Regions from separate parts of the Macaca mulatta genome. Here region 1 is linked to region 2. Evidence: chromatin contacts called from public Micro-C data. All regions are on one chromosome and are shown on one strand. The core of a region is the stretch at or near the end of the contact, and the rest is flanking DNA. Distances in the headings are between cores, read along the strand shown.

The links. A called contact is a pair of places that touch in the nucleus more often than the background predicts.
Region 1: a contact with region 2 is called in a Micro-C map of CD4 T cells, with 10 times the contacts expected there. The contact joins two enhancer-like sites. A contact is called at or near these places in 3 of 14 Hi-C or Micro-C datasets (CD4 T cells, blood and liver).

The regions. Positions count from the first base shown.
Region 1 is chrX:71,797,545-71,802,860 of T2T-MMU8v2.0, forward strand. The region is part of intron 1 of MSN (moesin); the gene reads left to right. Among named protein-coding and RNA genes, the nearest start is that of MSN, 31 kb to the left of the region's middle. Within about 2 kb of position 3,022, at least 13 of the 40 cell types and tissues checked have an H3K27ac peak or open chromatin away from gene starts, as enhancers often do. A contact at or near this core is called in CD4 T cells and blood, where this site is marked.
Region 2 is chrX:71,699,060-71,704,803 of T2T-MMU8v2.0, forward strand. The region is part of intron 2 of LOC144338851 (a long non-coding RNA gene); the gene reads left to right. Among named protein-coding and RNA genes, the nearest start is that of LAS1L, 66 kb to the left of the region's middle. Within about 2 kb of position 2,377, at least 7 of the 40 cell types and tissues checked have an H3K27ac peak or open chromatin away from gene starts, as enhancers often do. A contact at or near this core is called in CD4 T cells and blood, where this site is marked.

The sequences.
Region 1 (5,316 bases), core at 1,772-4,271, 99 kb after region 2:
GGAGGCTGAGGTGTGTGGATAACTGTTGATCAGGATAACCTGATCAACATGGTGAAACCCCGTCTCTACTAAAAATACAAAATTAGCCATACGTGGTAGCACATGCCTGTGATCCCAGCTACTTGGGTTGCTGAGGCATGAGAATTGCTTGAACCTGGGAGGTGGAGGTTGCAGTTAGCCGAGATCATGAGATCGTGCTATTGCACTCCAGGCTGGGCTGCAAGACAAAACTCCATCTCAAAAAAAAAAAAAAAAAAAAAAAAAAAAGAAAGAAAGAAAGAAAAGAAAAAGAAAAAAGAAAGTATGTTGTCATGGGCTCCCTCAAGTCCTGAAGAGTGATTCCCCTGAGGTCTGTGTGAGCTAGGACGCGGAGTGCTCATTAAGCTAAGCTGGTGCCTCAGTGGGGCTGTGGGAACATAATTAGCTTCTTACCTTTATTTTATACATTAGTCCACCTTGCCTGGCTTTGTCTTCAGGGATTTCTGTCTCTGATTGTGGCCCATCTCCCCCAAATCTTATGACCTGGCACCTAATGCCAAAGTGGTGGGAAGATCTTTAATTCATTTTCTTCTGATAAATTCTGGGAAGAGGGTCAGGAACCTGGGAAAGGAGACATTGATATTTAACTTCATGCCTTTGAGAGAGTTTTTGCTTGTATATTTCTCTGTGTTATTTGAAAGGAATACTTTGTGTTTCTTACCTCTGTATCCCTGTACATGCTGTCTCTCTACCCAGAACACCATGAGGCTCCTTTTCCCTTTAATCTTTTTCCTGTGATAGTCTCCTTTATCCTTCAGGAGAGGTCAACTCTATCTCAAGAAACTTTCTGCCTTCTCACCTCCCCTTGTCTCCTCACCTTCCCCATTATGGCCTGGATGCCTCTTGCTTGTGTTTCCACAGTCCACTTTAATTACCTCTATCTCTGCCCTTGCTGTAGAGAATGATAATTTCTCATCCATTTATCTGCATATTTCCTCCATCTGACAAAAAATGCCCTCACGTGCTTGCTCATTCACACACACACACGAATTATTTCAAAGCCTGATCTGATCCATATTGGGTGTCTGATAAAGTGGTGGTATGTGGCACCTGTATGTGTTTACATATGTCTGTGTTGATAATGTGGGTTCTTTCTGAAACACCTGAGGTAGGTAAGAGGTAGTCTTACTTGTTTTTCCAGATCTTACTAGAATTGTAGATTTTTAGGGTTTGCTTTGGATTATGGAACAATGTATGTTGCCTTGACCATTAGGGAGGCTTCTGGGTAATTTCCGTAGAGATTCTGGCTGGCCTCTTTACTGTTGTCTGAAAAAACTAGACCAAACATTCGGTGCTGAGGGTAGGATTCTTATTCTCTCCAAAGAACTGATATGAATATGTGTGTGGGGGGCTAGGTGGGTTCATGCTTGCTCACCTCAGCATTGAGGGGTGTGAAGGTTATATGTTTGTGGTGGTAGGGGTGCTAAAAACCCTTTTATTATTGCAGGATAGGTTAAATAGCTTTTACTAGTCTCAGTAAATTGTTAGCTGAATTTGTGGTTTGGAGGGAAAGATGTGGCTTTATCAACTCGAAAAAACAAAGCCAGCTTTTGGAGAAGTTATCTCAAGCTACATAGGGACCAAAACTAATAAGCTGGATGCCATGTGGTCTCTTATCTTATCCTTGCCACCAAGGGACTTTTCCAAAACAATCATAGATCCATAGAGCCCAAGAGCATTCTTTGGGCTCTCTATACCTCTGCTTCCAGGAAGGTGGTCATGACAGAAATGAAGGCTGTGAGCTATTGGCTGTAAACAAATACACCTGCAGCAGGTTATGAGGCCACCTTTCAACCTTCATTACATCCACTGGAGGTAGGTATATTTGAGAGTAGGTATTTTCTTAAGGTCTACATGGTAAACCTTGTTCCCTAATGGGGATGAGAATTGGATTAGGCTGTAAGATTAGGTGTAGGGGAACAGCAGGCTGGGTGGGGGTTTGGGGACATCCTGCTTAGTGGTAGCCAGCCAAAGTCCCCCATACAAGCCCAACCAAGGATCATGCCACATTGAAGGTCTGCACTTAGTAGTGAGGCATCTGCCTTCCAACTTCTCACGTGAGTAAGGAGGCCCTCCCTGAATATTCAGATGGATGTTCAGCCACATTATTTGCTATATTTATAGGGTGGGAAGGGAAGACATGGGGGAGCCAGGGAGTCCGAGCTGTTTAGAGAGGAGAGAAGGAAGTTTCAACAATGAGTAGGTTCAGGCTGTGGTACACCCTGGCTGCGTCTTCCTCTTTGAGTTTGTCAGGGGACCTTCCTATGGCGTGAGATCATTTTCTTTTTCAAATGGGCCAAAGCCACTGTAGGCACATTTAAATCAGGGTGCTTTAACAGAAATACCAATGCTGGCATCTAAAACCCATGTGTAATGAGACTTGAGTGACACTTGGGACCTTTTTAAAAATATAATTTTCTTGTGTTTTTGCATTTCCTGGTTTGTTAATCAAGGAAGAACACTGGCATGTCATCTTCCAGTCTCCAAATGTAAGTTAAATTGTCAATTTGGGTTTTTCCAGAAAATTAATTTTTCCAGAAGTGTTTTGAATCATCATCATCTATCTGTAGGCATGGATCCTCCAATTTAGAAGGTGCTCCTAGTGTTACCTAGTTACCCTTCCTGTTCCATTCTGTGAAACTGGGAGATTTACTGTAGATTATTCAGTCTGGTCAGATAGAGAACTGCAGCTCCCTCCCCAGTCAACGAAAGCCACCTCTATGGAGGGGAAGTATGGTAATGACATTATCTTTCCTTAGGCAGCCACGTGTTCTCTGAGAACAGGATGTGGGGAGGGCTGGGCCCCAGTCACAGGGTATGGGGGTGGGCACCGGAAAATGGGCTGGTGGTAAGGCAGTGAGGATTAGTGCCTGCCTCCTTGGCTTTGAGAGGCATGAAGAGCTCCTGTATTCTTGATTGTTCACTCATGTGTACACCTCACCCTCGCACATGGCATGTCTGTGTTCTTACCCTAAGAAAGACTGTACCTGAGAAACACTTTGTGTAAGAGCCCCAGATCTTTGGCCTGCAGAAACTGAGTGAGGCGGAGTGAGTGGGTCCAGGCTGCTCACTGTACCAACCCATGCCTTGTGATTCTTTATGACAGCCTGTGGCTTCAGGCCACTTTGGCTAAGCTTTGTTGGGGAGCTGGGCCCCGGTAGATAATGGGCAGCTTTGCTGCTCTTTCTCAGGGCCCCAGTTGTTTCCCTCCCCACAAATGGCTCCTTAGCTGAGGTGATTTGCATGTTCAGCTTCCTTTCAGGCCCCATCCTTCTCTTCTCCCTGCCCCCCACTGTTTCTGCTGGGGACCTTTGGTGATGTGCTGCCTGGGGTGGGGAAAAGAGGATGTAGCTAGCTTCCTGTGCAAAAGAGGGTGGGGCGCCGGCCTTCCTGCCTGTCTGCCCACCCACCCAGTGCTTGAGGAATTGCCTGAAGAGTTCAGTTCAGAGTCACCAGAGGCTGAAGGGCTTTCTTCAGAGTGGAGATTGACCTTTGCTCATGCTGGTCTTGGTCTCTCTCCACAGTTTTCTACTGTGGGAATAGCTGAACACTTTTTTCCTGAAATTGCAAAGCTGAAAGGGCCTTTAGAGGCCAACTAGTCCAACCGCTTCACATTACAGATGGGGAAACTGAAGCCCAGAAAGTCATATAAGTGCTATAAGGAATCAGTGGCAAAGCTAGGGATGAGTAGAATTCTAGAAGGTCAGACCTAGAGCTCTCTCCCTCCCCTCAAGCTGTTAATCCAGTGGGTTACAAACTGTTTGGCTGGGCTACCTGGTGAGTTACAGCCTCCCTTCAACCAGAACAGCTCTACTTTTACATACTTCATATTTTGAAGTTTTGTGTGATTTTCAGTTTGGGAGATTGAGGAGGCAGGAAGCTGCTAAAAATGTAATAAAGTCAAAACCACTGAGTAAAACCCAGACATTACAGTTGGGAACACTCAGACCTACAGTGGGAAGGGAGTATCCCAAGTTTACTGGGATTGGATTCAGACCCAATCTCTGAACCACCATTCGTTGCTGGTTGCTCTGAGCTAATGATGTGACTCCTTCTACCACAAGGACTGTTCCTACCCTGTGTTACCAATGCTCTTCTCCTGTCCCAAAGACAGCCTCTTTTGTAGCATCCTAAGACAGACCTGAAGTCCAGAGGCTGCTCAGTTTCTTGGGTGAAACAAATGGTAATAGGCAAGCCTTTGGAAGGACCTTTGTGTAGCCTTAAATAAGAGAAGCTTGGAAAGGCAAAGAACAGAATACTAGTAGTTAGGGAGATCAGGGTTCTAGTTCTGTTTCTTTCACACTTGAGCATGTTGTTCTTTACCTCACTGAACCTCCATTTCTCCCTTCTTTAAAATGGTACTTGTCTCGGTCCTGTCTTTTTCTTACAGGGTTTAATTCAGTGAGAAAATGCATATGGGCAAGTATCTTTTAAATTGTAGAGCACTGCACACATGGGGCTAGGATTATTGTTGTATACAAGTGAGCCAGAGGCCCTGGAAGAATCTGGGTTGTATAATGGGATTGCAGGAGAAAGGAACTAAAATTTATGAAACATCTACTACATGCCAGGTACCAAGCCAGGTGCTTTTCTATTTGTAAAGGATAAAATGTCATCCTTGCAACACTCTGATGAGGTAGGCATTATTACTCCCATTTTACCTGTAGGAAAACTGAGGCTTTAAAAGGTCTAGGGACTTGTAATGTTCCACAGACTACCTCTACAGCCCAGGGTTTCTATCAGGTATTTGTGAAGAGACCTTAAGAATGCTTAAGAATGTCCTGTGGTTTCTACTGGGGCTTTCTAGCCCACTCCCTGCCTCACTCCAGCCTGTCTCCTCTGGTGGGGATGAGACTGTCTCTTGTTGGCTTCATGTCTCAGTCCTGAACTCTTTATCCTCAGATTTCCTTGGTGGTGCACTGGGCACAATTAGGTGCCCTTGTTTGACCTTTAGCTGATGGGGAGCCCTTTGGGTCAGCCACCTTTTGCCTGATAGTAAGGACGTCCTGCTACCCTGAGGTACTGGTAAGGAGAGCCAGGGATTTGTAGCTAGTCAGACAGACTTGGCTCTTGGTCAAGGTCATGCAGCTAGAAAATAGCAGTTGGTTCCTTTCTTTGAGACTCAGTTTCCTCATTCATAAAATGGGTTTAATAATGCTTAACTTGCATGTGTCTCTTGTCCAGTGTGCTGGTAAATGTTTAACAATCAACTCTTTGGCAAATCCATGATTTTTACCGTTTGCCAATTCCCATGGTATAAATACTCCCACCATGGCT
Region 2 (5,744 bases), core at 1,127-3,626:
GAAGTGGTGGGGGTGGGACTAGGATATAATGGAAAGCCTTGGAAGCTTGAATGAGTAGGCTTGGATGTTAGGGTTGAAAGGACCTTTGGGAATTGGTGGCCCCTACTCGGGTAGGGGCAGAGAAGCATAGAACACCATAGAACATTATAAAAAGAACCAGATAGAATGTCAGGGCTGGGAGAAACCTGGAAGCTCATCAAGTCCAGCTTGCTCCTGTTTCAGGTGGGGAAACTGAGGCCCAGAGAGATGCTGAAACTTGACCTGGTTTCTACAGTGAATTAGGAGAGAAGTAGGGCTGCAACCATCCCTGTCACATAAGAAGAAACATTGACTGCCTTTGTTGTTTCCCTTGCATCTGAGTTAGGTGGTCAGACTTTTTAACCAAGAAAGAGAGATGGGGGAGGGGAGCCCAGTGTTGCATGGCCTGTCTAGTACTGCTTATATAATAAAACATTATAGAATGACAGTAATGAAAGCCTTAGTATGCACCTGTTTCTGTAACATAACCCTATATCTGAACCCATCCTACACCTCCAGCATGTAATGCCCTGCAATACTGTGTCCAAGAAGCCCCTCAAATTTAGTGATACCTCAACACTGAGCCCACAAATCCTCTAGACAGTAGGGCCTTCCCTGAATACCAAGCACTCCCTGGTCTTTCTCATGATTTAGTCCTTCTCATGATTTAGTCTTTCTCATGATTAGGTTCTCACTCTGACACTAAGGTCGCTCCTTTTTTCTGCCCAGGCATAAATTTTATCTTCTCTGAGGAGGGAAGGGAGTAGATGGGGATGCTGAAAAGCACTTTCATTTGAGCAGTTCTTGCCATATCTTTGCCCCATATGTGAAAACTTCTCAGCCAAGAAACTAACTTGTTCCCATACCCACTCTCATAGCACAGTCACACTCCACCCCCATTCATCCACACCCCCGACATTCACTTTGCCCATGGCAGAGACCCTACTGGCCATGCTCTCTGCACAGCCCTGGAAAACCTCTTGTTTCTAGTCACTAGGAGAGAAGGTTCAGTCTCCCAGCACACACTTCTTATCTGGATGTCTCTCATTGTGAGGGACTGGGAGGTCTGTAGGTCAACCGCAGCCTGATTCTGGCCCTATCTAGTGAAGTACTCAGTGATCTCTTGCGCTCCCCTCTGGCCTCAGCTCTTTAGCAGTTGCTACAGCAAGTGGTCTAATTGGGCCTGCACTTCCAGGTCAGACCCATAGAGGGCAACCACTTGCCAGTTTATGAGAAATTACTCTGGGTGTGGCCTCTCCCTTTCTTCACTTCCTTTTCAGTACTTGTAAAATTCTAGAACCATAGGCTGTCAGAATCAGAGGGTGTGTTTAGATAACTTATATTTGAATATCCTCACGATAAAAGTACAGAAGCAAGCCCGGAGAAGAGATGAGACCTGTCTAAACTCAGGCAGTGATTCACTCTGGCAGTTAGGGCTAGAATCCACGTTTCCTGAATGCCGGTTCAGAACTTTTGAAACACACTGCCAAGCATCTAACCCAAATGCCTCATTTTATAGTTGTGAAAACTGAGGCCCCGGAAAGAAGTTGACTAAGGTTGTACAGTCGTTGTGATGGAGCTAGGACTCAAACCCAGGTCTTCTGAATCCCAGTCCAGATTCAGAAACATAATGTTAGGCATCTAGTTCATCCTGTTAGTTTTTTTTTTTTTCTTTACAGATGAAAAGAGTTCAGAGAGGGAGTGTAATTTACCTGAAGCCACAGAGTAAGTTAGTGAAAATAAGAACTGGAGCCCAAGGCTGGCTGTAGAACTGGGACTGAATGGAAATTGGAGACTCTCACTTCACTTCTAGTCTCCGAGAAACCTCAATAACTTAGGGATCCCAGTGTCTCAGAATTAAATAACAGGTAGGGATGCAGTCCTTGCTTAAGCTGACTATGAATCCCCAGAAGGCTGGAATCTGGGGTATAGTTTGTATGTGTGTGTGTTGGGAGTGAGGGGGTCTGCTCTGGTCCCCTCCAAAAAACTCTTAAGAAAAGGCTCACCTCATTTCTTCTCTTTCAAGGCCTCTGGCTTTGAGAGTGAGAAGATGACTCACTCATTGCCCACAGTTGCCGCTGAGAACATAATTGCTAGCTGGGACATCACCATAGCATCCGGCCATCACAATTGCAAAGTAGTGTCTTGTTTTTGTCAAAGCTCTTTCCTATTTTTTCTTTTTTTTTCATTTCAGCTTCCTCAAGCTCCAGGGAGCCAGATGAGGCAGATACCATTACCTCTTCTTTTATAAAGAAGAAACTCATTTATGGAGGAGTGGGAGCTGAACCAGTGTTGGACAGATTGAGACTAAATCCCCAGTCCTTTGATTTCCAGCTTTTTGGAGTCTCTGCATAAATACCCAGAGTCCCAGAGGAGGCATCAATGTCCCTCAAATGCCTGATGACAACTCCCTCCCTCATTTATTAATCACTGAGCTGGGGCCAGATACTGTATGGGGCTTTCACTGGAAACAAAGTTGACAGAGACCCTGCCTTTAAGTGTTCGCAATCTGGATATTGATTAGGTCACCACTCTGCCCATTTCAATCCTCAGCTTTCTCTTCTTCTACTAGAAAAATAACCCCAACAGTGCTTTATTTTATTTCATTTATTTCTTATTTATTTATTTGAGACAGAGTCTCACTCTGTTGCCCAGGCTGCAGTGCAGAACTTGATCACAGCTCAATGAAGCCTCAACCTCCTGGGCTCAAGTGATCCTCTCACTTCAGCCTCTTCTGAGTAACTAGGACCACCATGCTTGCCTTTTTTTTTTTTTTTTTTTTTTTTTTTTTTTTTTTTTGAGACAGCATCCCACTATGTTGCCGAGCCTGGTCTCAAACTCCAGGACTCCAGTGATCCTCCCACCTTGGCCTCCCAAAACACTGGGATTGCAGATGTGAGCCACCTGCCCAGCCTTGTTTTATTATTTTTGAGACAGGGTCTGGCCCTATAGCTCAGGCTGGAGTGCAGTGGTGTGATCACAGTTCACTGCAGCCTCAACCTCCTGGGCTCTGGTGATTCTCCCACCTCGCCCTCCCTAGTAGCTGGGACCACAGGCATGCAACACCATGCCCAGCTAATTTTTAAATTTTTTGTAGACTTGGGGTCTTGCTCTGTGGCCTAGGCTGGTCTTAAACTCCTAGGCTCAAGCGATCTTCCTACCTCGGCCTCCTAAAGTGTTGGGATTACAGGTGTGAGCCACCATGCCCAGTCCAATAGTGGTTTTTGGCTGGTGATGTTGAATCAATTTTATAATCTTTTCAGAATTTGATTAGGAGTCAGAACACTAACATTCTAGTTCCAGTTCTGCTACTTCACTGTGTAATAGTGAGCCAGTCCTTTCCTATGTGTGGGCTTCATTTTTCACATCTGCAAAATGATTTTGTGGGATTGCGTCAGAAGAGAGTAGGAATATGGTTTCTAAGAACTTCTGGCTCAGATCATTTAGGAGATGAAGACCCTTTGTAATCTGTGGGCAGTGTTGTTTCTTTGGGTGAAAGGCTGGAGGGTAGGAGCCAATGGGGCATGTTATGAGACCTTACATTCTGCTGCCTTCCTCCTTAGCTTTGTGAGGTACCCTTCCCAAGGAGCAGGGAACTTGAGCTTTCTGAAAACCTCAGAGGGACCCCATTTCTACCTGTCCTCACCAGCAATACTCAGGAAGCACCAGAACTATTTTGGATTGGAAGTTATTCAGCCAGATTCCGAGGTTGAAGTTCATGAAACAGAGAGAGAATCAGAGAAGGAGAAGAGAGAGGCATAAAGGAAGAGGCAGAGAGACAGACAAAAGGAAGAAAGAGGTTGGAGGGACAGAGGGAAAGACTTAGAGGAAAGAAAGGAGGAGAGAGAAAAATAGAGAGTAGGAATTAGAGACAGAAACAGATAGAGACAGGAAGAAAAAGAAAGAAACAGAGAGACAGAGAAACAGAAGAGAGAAGGAAACAGAGAAGGGAGGAGGAGAGAGGAGAGAAAAACAGGGGAAAAGAGACAGAAACAGGGAAAGACAGAGAGAGAGAAAATATATGAATGAATATGATAATATGATAGTGGACATACCTAGTCCCAGGCAGCCGCATAAGAGAAGCTGCATAAAATCATACATCTTGAACAGAATCTAGAAGTGAAAGTGAATCTAGAAGTGAAAAATCGAGGCCAGAGAGCAATTGAGCTTTGTTCATAGTCACACAGCAAGCTGGTGGAAGTGCCAGGACTCAAACCCATGAGGCACTGGCATCAGGGAGTTTTGCCCTCTTCCCCCATCAGTTCTCCTCTGAGGATGAAGACATACAACATACATGCATGCTTACTAAGGCTGACTAGGGTCAGTTTGGTTCTATTACACAGCACTTTTGGGAGATTAGAGGCAGACTTCATGGAGGAGGTGACTTTTGGGTCAGGGCTTGAAGGATGAAAACGAGAGCCAAAATTTTAATTGCGGCCAGGCATGCTGGCTCACACTGGTAATCCCAGCACTTTGAGAGGCCAAGGAGGGTTGATTACCTGAGGTCAGGAGTTCGAGACCAACCTAGCCAACGTGATGAAATCTGTGTCTACTAAAAATTAAAAAAAAAAAATTAGCTGGGTGTGATAACACGTGCCTATAGCCCCAGCTACTGGGAAGGCTGAGGCAGGAGAGTCACTTGAACCTGGGAGACAGAGGTTGCAGTTGCAGTGAGCTGGGATCGCACCATTACACTATAGCCTAGGCAACAAAACTCTGTCTCAAAAAAAAAAAAAAAAAAAAAAAAAAAAAAAAGAATTTCAAAGATGCACTTATTCTTTAAAAAAATTCAAAGTAAGGCTGGGCACAGTGGCTCATGCCTGTAATCCCAGCACTTTGGGAGGCTGAGGCGGGCAGATCACGAGGTCAAGAGATCGAGACCATCCTGGCCAACATGGTGAAACCCCATCTCTACTAAAAATACAAAAATTAGCTGGGCGTAGTGGCGTGTTCCTGTAGTCCCAGCTACTTGGTAGGCTGAGGCAGGAGAATCACTTGAACCCAGAAGGCGGAGGTTGCAGTGAGCCGAGATGGCACCATTGCACTCCAGTGTGGGTGACAGAGTGAGACTCCATCTTTAAAAAAAAAAAAAAATCTAAGTAGGTAAGATTTTGATAGATACAGAAGCGGGTGGTTCTAGTTCATGGTAATAGCACAGTGGGTAGGAGTGCCTGAGGAGCACATGAATAGGCGGCTGAGCAAGGTGTCATCTGCCTTCTGGAGGGCAGAGGGCATGAAAAAGGGATCCCAGATTTTGGTTACCCCATGAATGACAGGTGTCTGGGTTGGCTTGTGATGACAGTGAGGAGGAAAGGGAGGCTTTTGAGCAGGGATGCTGTAAGAACAAGGTTGAGTTCTAGGAAGATTCCCTCTGCCAGGCAGCCTGATGGAGGATGGATTGGAGAAAAGATACTGACATCAGGGAGCCGTGACAGAAGATTTTTGCTGTAGTTCAGGTGACAGATAAGTAATAAGAATCTGATGTGGCGTGGTGGGAGTGGGTATAGACGCAGTGGTTTTGGGGGTGGCTTTCTAAGGTTCCTTTGGAGAAAACATAGGATCTGAATTAGTACCACTGTTGGGAGAATAAGGAGAGAGATGAGCAGAGGGCCAAAAAGCAGCCATCCAAAACTCCAGACAGGTAGCTGTCTTTTCCTAGCTTATGGTTGGAGTTTGTGTGTGTGTGTGTGTGTGTGTGTGTGTGTGTGTGTCTTTTTAAAATTTTC